Linked DNA regions of Mus musculus: region 2 is linked to region 1. The links are chromatin contacts, called in public Micro-C maps. All regions are on one chromosome and are shown on one strand. Each heading gives the region's core, a stretch centred on a gene start, on an enhancer-like site or on the middle of the called end of the contact. The rest is flanking DNA. Distances are from core to core; before and after follow the strand shown.

The links. Hi-C and Micro-C count contacts between places; a contact is called where the count stands out from the background.
Region 2: a contact with region 1 is called in a Micro-C map of the G1E-ER4 cell line, with 4 times the contacts expected there. The contact joins two enhancer-like sites. A contact is called at or near these places in 2 of 484 Hi-C or Micro-C datasets (both in the G1E-ER4 cell line).

What each region holds. Positions count from the first base shown.
Region 1 is chr13:95,388,155-95,392,761 of GRCm38.p6, forward strand. No RefSeq gene overlaps it. Among named protein-coding and RNA genes, the nearest start is that of Aggf1, 15 kb to the left of the region's middle. Within about 2 kb of position 2,502, at least 21 of the 459 cell types and tissues checked have an H3K27ac peak or open chromatin away from gene starts, as enhancers often do. A contact at or near this core is called in the G1E-ER4 cell line, where this site is marked.
Region 2 is chr13:95,966,006-95,970,862 of GRCm38.p6, forward strand. The region is part of intron 12 of Sv2c (synaptic vesicle glycoprotein 2c); the gene reads right to left. Among named protein-coding and RNA genes, the nearest start is that of Gm24032, 71 kb to the left of the region's middle. Within about 2 kb of position 2,231, at least 15 of the 459 cell types and tissues checked have an H3K27ac peak or open chromatin away from gene starts, as enhancers often do. A contact at or near this core is called in the G1E-ER4 cell line, where this site is marked.

The sequences.
Region 1 (4,607 bases), core at 1,252-3,751:
AGCCCAGTGTGGTAGCTTAGTAAAGAACAATGGTCTTGTGTGTTCTTAGTTCAACAGTGTCATTTCCTACACTGAGTGACCATGGGCAGTCCTTTGTACAAACTCTGGGCCCCACACTGAATAAAACACACCCCAAGCAGAGCTGGTTATCAGAGCGGGAAGGGCTTCACACTTGGTGGGGGTCGATGTGATGTGTGTGTAAGGAGTTCAAAGATCAGTTCCTAGCACCTACACTGGGTGGCTTACAACTGCCTGTAACTCCAGCTCCCCCTTAACTCCACTGCCCCCTTACGGCCTCTGTAGGCATCTGCACACATGTGCATAAACCCACACAGGTCACATAGTTAGAATGTATTTAACCTAGAGATCGATACACAGAGCCATGCATGTACCTTACTTGTACATTACACTATGTTAATAATTTGTTATTGGTTTTGTTAATTATGGCTGCAGTCGTAAGCATGAGCCTTGGCTCTGTCTCTCACCGTCTGTGTCACATTCAGGACATTATACCACACTTTGTCTCTCGCTATCCCCATTCTGACAAAAAGAGCCACCATTCGGAACTCATCTGTAGACATGGACAACTATGCAGATGTTTTCTAGCAGCTTGGAAGGTCTGTGCCCTGATATCCTTTCCCATTTCCCTTTCTAGTGATAGGTACACGTGCGTGACTTGGAGATGGGATAGTTAGGGGGTTGAATAAAGATAAATGGTCCACACAGACATCATTGAAGAACAGCATTGGGGAGAGTAGATCTGACGCTGTCTCCAGCACCTAGAGGGACATCTGGTTTCCTGTACTCCCCGTCCCATCCCCTCTCTTCCCCATAGTATGGATTTAACCCACTCTCCTTGTGTGAAATGTCTAGAAGTGACTCTAATGTTCCCATACGGGAACGGCCTCTTGCTCCACGACTCTCTAAAGTTATCTCACATATTAACCGCGAGTGTCTCACTCCATACGGAGACACCGTGAGGAGCAGAGACCTATTTTATAATTGTCTCTCCAGAGCCGAACACAATACGGGACACAATCAGCAGGTCAATCGTGTATCAAAAATGACCTCAGCAAAACTTTTGTCATCCTTTCCATGGAAACTCTGTTGGTCCAGTGCCAGGCACCTAGCTAATTCAGACAGAAACTGATTTCAAATGACTCATATGTGTCAAACGTAGGAGAGGTACTTGCTCTCCACATCCCGAGGCTGTAAGTTTCTGGCTTTAATGAAATTCAGAGTGTTCTTTTTGTCCTTATCCCAAGCTCCACCCGGTCTCCTGAACCAAATAACCGACAGTCAAGTCACTAGTGTGTCCCTATGTCTTTCAAGTCAGTTTCAAATTTTCCAGAATTAATCCACTCCAGATACCACTACTTGGCTACTATCTCTCGTCTTATCAGCCGTGCAGTTGGTGGGGATAAAGGTATCCATGATGATACCTATCTCTGTGACTCCAGGGCTGAGAGTGATTGGAGGGTGAGGAGAGGGTCGCAGAGCCCTCCCCTCCTTTGATGCACTCTGTAGCATGAAGGTTCTGGTGCACAAAATATGCCTGGGGTGGTACTGAGTGTTGCAAAAAAGTAGAGATCAAGAGTTCTGCACACAGCAGGACACTGCACACTGTATTTATCATTATTATTGCTTTTGCCAGTGTCTCTTCGGGTCCTTAAAGCTTTTTGCTTTGGTGTTTTGTTGTTTTGTTTTGTTTTGTTTTGTTTTGTTTTGTTTTGTTTTGTTTTTGAGTCTAGGTGTCACATGTCCCAGGCTGGCCTTAGTAGACCTTATGTAACCAAGGATCCAAGAACGTCTTTGAACTTTCGATCCCCTGCCCCCACTCCATTTGAACTTCTACTCTTCATGCATCGACCTCACGAGTACTGAAATTGAAGGTATGTTCTACCGTGTAGGTTTATGCAGTACTGGGGTTCAAACCCAGGGCTCCGTGCATACTGGGCAAACACCCTAACAACTGAGCGACACTTCGAGACTCCCCACCCCCACACACGAATTTTTAAGTTAACAAAATCTGTCTATATTAGAAATATACGAGACTGCCATGGAAATCGTTTCACAAAGTCTTACTTATTCATTTTGCTCCCCAAAGCTGGGGTGACAGTTGAGGCATTGCTTGCCTTAGATTTTCAACAAGGAGCATTTGGAGAACTTTGTTCTCCGCCATGCTACTTCCTCACGTGTCCAGCAGGTGGCAGGCTTCTCAAACATAAGTGCTTCTGGGAGCCTGAGCCGCATTCCCCCAGCACTGCAGTCTGTTTGCTTTCAGAAATCCAGTATTACCTTTAAGGAAAAAAAAAATGCTTTTAAGGGTCTGAAGAAATTCTTGACTGTGTGACCGCAGTGACACAGTCAAGGAAAGGAACGTCCGTGGTTTCCGTATTTATTATCAGTGGTAAAGCTGTAGGAAGCGCTAGAGAACGCTAAGAAGGGCCCTGTTCTGAAATGCACCCCACAAAAGAGTGAAGACAAAGAAGGCTGTTTCACCAGGTAAAGGTGCCCGCCTGCTGCTTACCCTGGCGGCCAGAGTTAGATACCACATGGTAGAAAGAATCGACCAACTGAGCCAGACATAACAGTCATAACAGCCAGTCCACACTGTCTTGACGTCCTATAAACTTGTTGTAAGCCAGTGTTCAACAGAGAGCCACAAGTTCCTTTCCACCCTGCAGTCTCAGGAAACTTTATTCATGGTAGGAGGATGAATGCTAGGAGGAGAGCCAAGTAAGTCATTTCCATGGTTTTCTTACTAGGGCTACTACACTCTAGAACAGTGCTTCTCGCCTTCCTAATGCTGCGACTACCCTTTATACAGGGATTCCCCCCACCCCAGCCATAGATTTTTTGTTGTTGTTGTTGTTGATACTTCATATTTGTAACTTGCTACTGTTGTAGACTGTAATGTAAATGGTTTTAGAGATGGAGCTTTGCCAAAGGAGTCACGACCCACAGATTGAGAACCACTGCTCTATAGGCTACACGGTCCTGGCCCCATTTGATAATGTTTTAGATTCATTGTCTTCCCAGTGACCTCACATAAAAGCTACCGTGCCACGGGGTCACCAGCCTGCAACTCAGCCTAGATCATGGTCGCATTCAGGGAAAACAGCGCATCAGACTGTCATTATGAAGCTGTGAGTCTCATCACAAACACCTACACTAATGCTTTTCTCTAAAATCCTCAGAAACATATAATCAGCCTGAAAATAAAGGAAACGCAAGTCAGAGACATCACTTTCTGGTTCACACAGCATCCATTGGTCTTGGCCACGCACTTACAAGGATGCTATAGGATACAAATAATCTCTAAGAAGATTGAAAAGCACCGCTTGCATCAAATCACGATAGGATTCATTCACTGCATGGAATCAAAAGGTTCAGAATTTCGTGGCTCTCAAAGCTGTCACGTGATCAAGGCAAGCCTTCTAGGCCCTTGGACTCCCTTTCAGGAGAGAATTGTCAGTGACAAACAGAAGATGTTTCTGGTTTCTTTGGAGATTCCATTGTGTCATGTGATGTTTTTCTGGACACTGTCTTAGGAGGAGGAGGATTTCGCTAAAGCAGACACGTGAGAGGGTGTTTTATTGAGAACAGTCACGTGGTGTTTTTCTGGAGGCAGCCTGGAAAAAGGGCTTGTGATGTTTTGCTGGAGCGGATGCTTGAGAGAACATGTGACATTAGAGAGGATAGAAATATAGCCCAGTGGACAGTGCGTGATGCTGGATGGAACTGGTACGCCTTGCCACTCTTTGCTGGTCACTGTTTATTGTGACTTCATAGAGAGAAACACACCAAAAAACTTCTGGGGGTGTTCCAGTGGCTTCTTGCGACCTCCAAGGACTCTTAAGTCAATTGGCCAATTGGCAGTCTTGGGGTTTCTCTGGGTTGACCTACCTTTGCTGATTCATTCATGAATGGTGTTTGTGGGCGGATCGTGCTGCTGCTGCTATCCTCACAACACAGATTGGATTTGCTCCAAAGAACTATTTCTAAACAGGGCCACATCCTCCTTTGCCCGATTAACCTTGCCTTTCCACTACCTCTGGTGGGTGGTGGGCTAGAAGGGAGGTTAAAGCATTTAAGTACCCTTATTAAAAGTAGATTTGAGAAGTCTAAGCCTAAAAGATGTTTGTCTCAGAGAATAAAATGTGTAAACGTGTCGATGACCTTCATAAGCTAGGAAGGGGCTCAGTGGCCACATGCCTGGGGCCCTGCATTTGATCCTCAGTAACACACACTCACACACACACACACTCACACACACACACACTCACATGCATACACACACACTCACACACACACACACACACACACACATTCACAAGTGTGACAGGGTGTAAGCTTAGCCATAGCACATTTAATCCAAACACAAATTACGTCTGGAGTTTTATACTGAAGGATTGAGAAAGATGAAGGAACCAGTTCCCACCACCACCACTGGGATATGGTCAAGAAGTCGGCATTATTATGAATGCTCTTAGGACTGGTAAGACAGCACAGTATGATGGGTAAAGGCCCTTGCCAACAAGACTGGTGACCTGAGTTTGATCCCTCAGCTCCACATGATAGAAAGAGAGAACTGTCCGTGCGCG
Region 2 (4,857 bases), core at 981-3,480, 580 kb after region 1:
CCTTTTGCCCAGGCTTTGTCAAAAAGGAGATAGAAATGGCGCTCTCTCTCGATATATCTCAAAATATCTCCACTCCTTTTGCTTCTTCCAGGCAGACTTTGTTCTCTACTATTGCTTACACACATATAACACGTAAATCCTTTCCTTATACTCCCCATGCCTCATTCTGTCCTTGTTCCATAAACTCTACTGTATCCCCTTCCCCAGGCGGAAACGTGACTGGTTCTTTGGAGGATTTCACAATTTAGTGGGTTCTAGGTTTTAGTTAGATTGCTTTAGGATTCAATTAATTACATTTTATTTTACTATTTTTTTAATGTATGTGTATTTTGCCTGCATGTATTATCTGTGTATCACTTGTATGCAGTGTCCAAGGAAGCCAGAAGAGGGCATCTGATCCTTTGGAACTAGAGTTATAGACCACGTGAGGTGCTTGTTGGGCACTGGAATTGAACCCGGGTCCTCTGAAAGAGCAGTCAGTGCTCCTAACTGCCGAGCCATCTCTCCAGCCCCATTCTGCATTTTAATGGAGGCTGGGAAAAGACAGCTGCTGTCTCCGTTGTGGATGGAGGGAGACCGGGGTTGCCCAACAGCTTCTTCCTTTGTACCTTGTTGCTGAGTGGTGCCTGAGTTTTGGATGAAGAAGAGGAAGACCATCAGGAGTTAGGGTCATGGCTGGCATGTGTCAAGCACGATGACTAGCTCTTCCTTTAGCATGCTAAGTCCCTGCCCCGCCTACTAATGAAATCACTAGGGGAAAAATAATTGCTGCACTTTGTAGAGGCCTGGGATAGCAGAGTTCAGACTCCTTTCACAGATGTCACCTGCTGAAAAAAAAAAAAAGAAAAAAGGAAAGCCTTCTCTAAGCTGAGCTTCTGGAAGGAGCATTTTTCCAGTCAGCATAGTCAAGTGATCCATAGAAGTTATAAAAAGAATCCTCAAGACTCAGCATGGGGCACTTGGAAAAGTACAGGCTGTGCTTAAATGGAGGCTACACTGCACTGTAAACATTCATCTGGAAACCGGTGATTTGAAACACACGAGTTTCATTCGCCTCAGAAACAATTCTGTGAACAAAGGCTGGTTTCTCAGGTCAACTCCGAGCTGTTTTGACACGGAACCTGCTTGATTTCACAAACCATGATGCTAACTGGCCTGGAAGCCCTCGAGTGCTTGTTAAGCAAATTGATCTTATTTGCACTCCTTGGAACAGATTTACCTATGCACTTATTTATATCCATTTAATGATCACTCATTAAGTACTTTTTATATTTCATTTGCTTATGCGCCAGACTCGTCTTGAACTCTCCAGCTTCCTGCTTCCACTTTTCGAGTGCTGAGATTGCAGGTGTGCACCATCGCGCCAGGCATGGAGCAACCGAGCATCTCAGATGTGCTGAGCGCTGCCCTATGCTGCACTGGCTACAGAGCTAAAGGCTGTCTTTCTTGGCGTGGGTACAGTCGGGGAAGATGTCTCAGAAGGGATACACAAGGACAGGACCAGCCTTGTTGGGACAGCTGGAAATTACCTGCTGAAGGATAACATAGGGACAGGTACTCTGTCTCTCACACTATTCATTTGTCTTATGTCACGGTTGGTTCCCACTCAGTCCACCTTATCACACCCATAAAGACTTCTTTAATGCCAAATGGGCTATCTCTCTCCAGCTCCGAGTGCATGTTTCCTGCCTTTGTGCATAGCTGTTGTCAATTTAGGGTTAGGATGGCAAGCTGGTTGATCTAAGGTATGTGGGCAGGTACAAACACTCCCCTGCTACATACCATCCAACCTTGTAGCTTTTCAAAGAGCATTGCCTCCTGGATACAGTGGCGTACGCTTATAAACCCAGCACGTGGGAGACAGCGGCAGAAGAACTGCAAGATTGGGACAGCCTGGGCTACATAACACATATAGGACCAGCCTGAGCTACATGAGTGATGTTTGAAAGCAAAACCCCGAGACAAAATGCAAATAGTAATGTCCTATAACAATGGCAAAGGGTAAGGGACTATGCACAGACAGCCTGGTCTGAAGTTTAGGTCTTGAACCCCATGGGACCCGGTGGGTGGTAATTTCCACCTACATGGGACAGAAGGCGTTTGATCATGTCTCCTGGACCCCTGGCTCCTGTCAAAGTTACCATCCCCACAGTCCCCCACAAGAGAAGGCATGTGGCTAGCAGTCACATAGACAATGTCTCAAGCTTCTGGCATGCTGGCTAGACTCCTCCCCACAGTTACCTAGCAACAACAAGATAGCAACCCACTACAAGAGAGGCTGCTTGGTCCCTCCTCACTCTCTAGCTCTCCTTCTTTCTTCCTTTCCCTTCCCACCTCTCTCTCTCTCTCTAAGCTTTTACCTCTCTTACTCTCTAGCCTTTCTTCTCTCTCTTCCCCTTCTCCCCTCATGGCCATGACTGGCCCCTCCCTCTCTCTTTCTACCTTCCCTCCTTTTCCCCTGTCTTTCTACAATAAAGCTCTAAAACCATAAACTGTCTCTGATCATGAATGCCTACTGTGCTTGAATGATGGGGTAGGCTTTCTCCTAACAAGCCACGTCTGACCTCACACCGGAAGGCCTTCCTGAGCTGCAGCCACTGACAGGACCAAGGACTCTCGTTTAAGCCCCTTCTCCCCCTGCCTTCTTCCCTTATCTCTGGGGCGAGTGCTGCCCCAGGGCCCCTATTCTGTTCTCAACTCCTCCTCTGTATCCAATGTGGGATGCTAGAGACTGAGAACCTGGTACCTGGGGCTGTCCCTTGTCCACCACCTGCCGTGTGGTGTCAGTGGCTTTACACAGCCAGATGCCCACCCAGGGCTGTGTGGAAAGCGTCTGCCAGTCCTCCCGAGTCCGCCTGCCCAGAGCACTGGAACTCTGGCGGGACCCCGGTTCTCTCCCACCCACCTCTTTCCCTAACACCCACGGCCCCGCACACATGCACAGTTCTGATTTTATTGCTCTCTAGGGGTCTAGGCATTGGTATTTTTCAGAAGTCCTAAGGGACTGCAAGGTATGCCCAGGAGTGAGGACGTTGTTATCTTCCCAGGGAGGGGTGCTTTTTAAAAGTTGACTTGGGTGTACTGTTAAACACCAGAGGAAATAACAAAAGAAAACACGCATTTCCCCTCTGCCAACACATCATTTTCTCTCCGAATCCTTTCTGCCTGTTTCCAGTCATGCAAATTATCACAAGCAGAGCTTTTATACAATTTTTCTTTTTCTTTTCTTTTCTTTTCTTTTCTTTTCTTTTCTTTTCTTTTCTTTTCTTTTCTTTTCTTTTCTTTCTTTCTTTCTTGCTTTCTTTTCTTAAATCACTCACATAAGGCTTTGTGTCATGTTGTTTGTGTTTGACTGTTTCATTTAGTATGTAACCACCATTTCTCTAACTGCACCCTTGGCTAGTGAGGCTTCCAAGCTTAGGTTAACATCTATGATACTGCAATTAACACTCAAATACATAACAGACTTTGTGTTCATTAGGGAACGTTGGGCAGGATGGAGCAGCCAGGAAAAATGGTGAGGATGCTGCCTGGTGGTGACTGGCAGCTGCAAGATATGCTGCGGCTATGAGATGGGTGAGAGGAGGGGGGCGAAGGGAGGAGGGAGGAGGAAAGAGAACAATGATGAGAGGAGGCTACCCTTCCTAGTGTGCTCCTGCTTCTTTTGTTTGTTTTTGTTTTGCTTGTTCATTTGTTTTCAAGACAGGGTTTCTCTGTGTAGCCCTGGCTGTCAGGAACTCATAGATCTGCCTGCCTCTGCCTTCCGAGTGCTGGGATTAAGGGCCATGTGCCACCACTCCCAGCTGTGCTCCTGTTTCTGTTTGCTTTTATTGTTGCGTTTGTTATTTTTGTATTGAGAAGAAACAAGTCATATACAGTACTCTAACCACCCCTACCCTTCCCACCTCCACCTTCGGTTCTGTTGGTTCAGGTGGTGCTTTGTTTTGTTTTAGACACAGTCTCTGTGTAGCCCAGACTAACCAATAACAATTCTGCCACAGTTTCAGAGCATGAAGACTCCAAGTCACGAGCCACCAAGATGGCTCCTGCTCCTGTTCAGCCTGCTTTTCACATGTCCTATCTAGTTATTTTACCAAGTACCATCAGCTTCTCCCTAACCATCAGCTTCTCCCTAACCATCAGCTTCTCCCTGACCATCAGCTTCTCCCTAACGATCGTCTCCTCTCTCCTGGCTCCTCAGGGTTCCTTCCTTGAGGCTTCTGCCCACACCGATTCTCTCAGACACTTGCCTGCTGCAATCCGGGGCATCTGCTGGCCTGAAGTTAGCCTCCCAAAGGCTGGCTACATCTGCAGGGGCTGCGCAGTCCTTGCAGCTGCTCACCGCGAGTCCTGAGTCCTCCGCAGAGGCATAAGGATGCCTGGGGTACTCAGTAAATGAGCAACTTCCTGGCTGCTTCCAAGTATGTCAGAAGTAGATTTTCGAAGCATTTATGTGGGCCATTTTGGACCTTTTCTTAGGTATTAGTTGGATGATGTCTGTTTATTTGACTCTAAAATACCATCTTGCTTTTTTTTTTCCACCAGAGAAAATGGCAAGCCTGAATTCTCAATTCAGAACACAGAATGCAGTTGCTTGTTGTCTCTGTGTGAGCACTGGGGACTGAACCCAGACCCTCGCATATGGGAGTCAGGGAAGCCATTCATGAGCTGTACCTGCCCCTCCACAGCTTTCTGATCTTTAACGGGGAATATTTGTCTTACTGAGAAGAGTAGCATCGTCCTCAAGGAGGCTAGATGCCAGCCTGAACCCCCACCAACCTGCCTTCCTCACCCCTCAGGGTGTGGAAAGAGTTCCCCACAAGCTGGGCTGAGCAGTCTCCCTAGACTCCAAGTGGC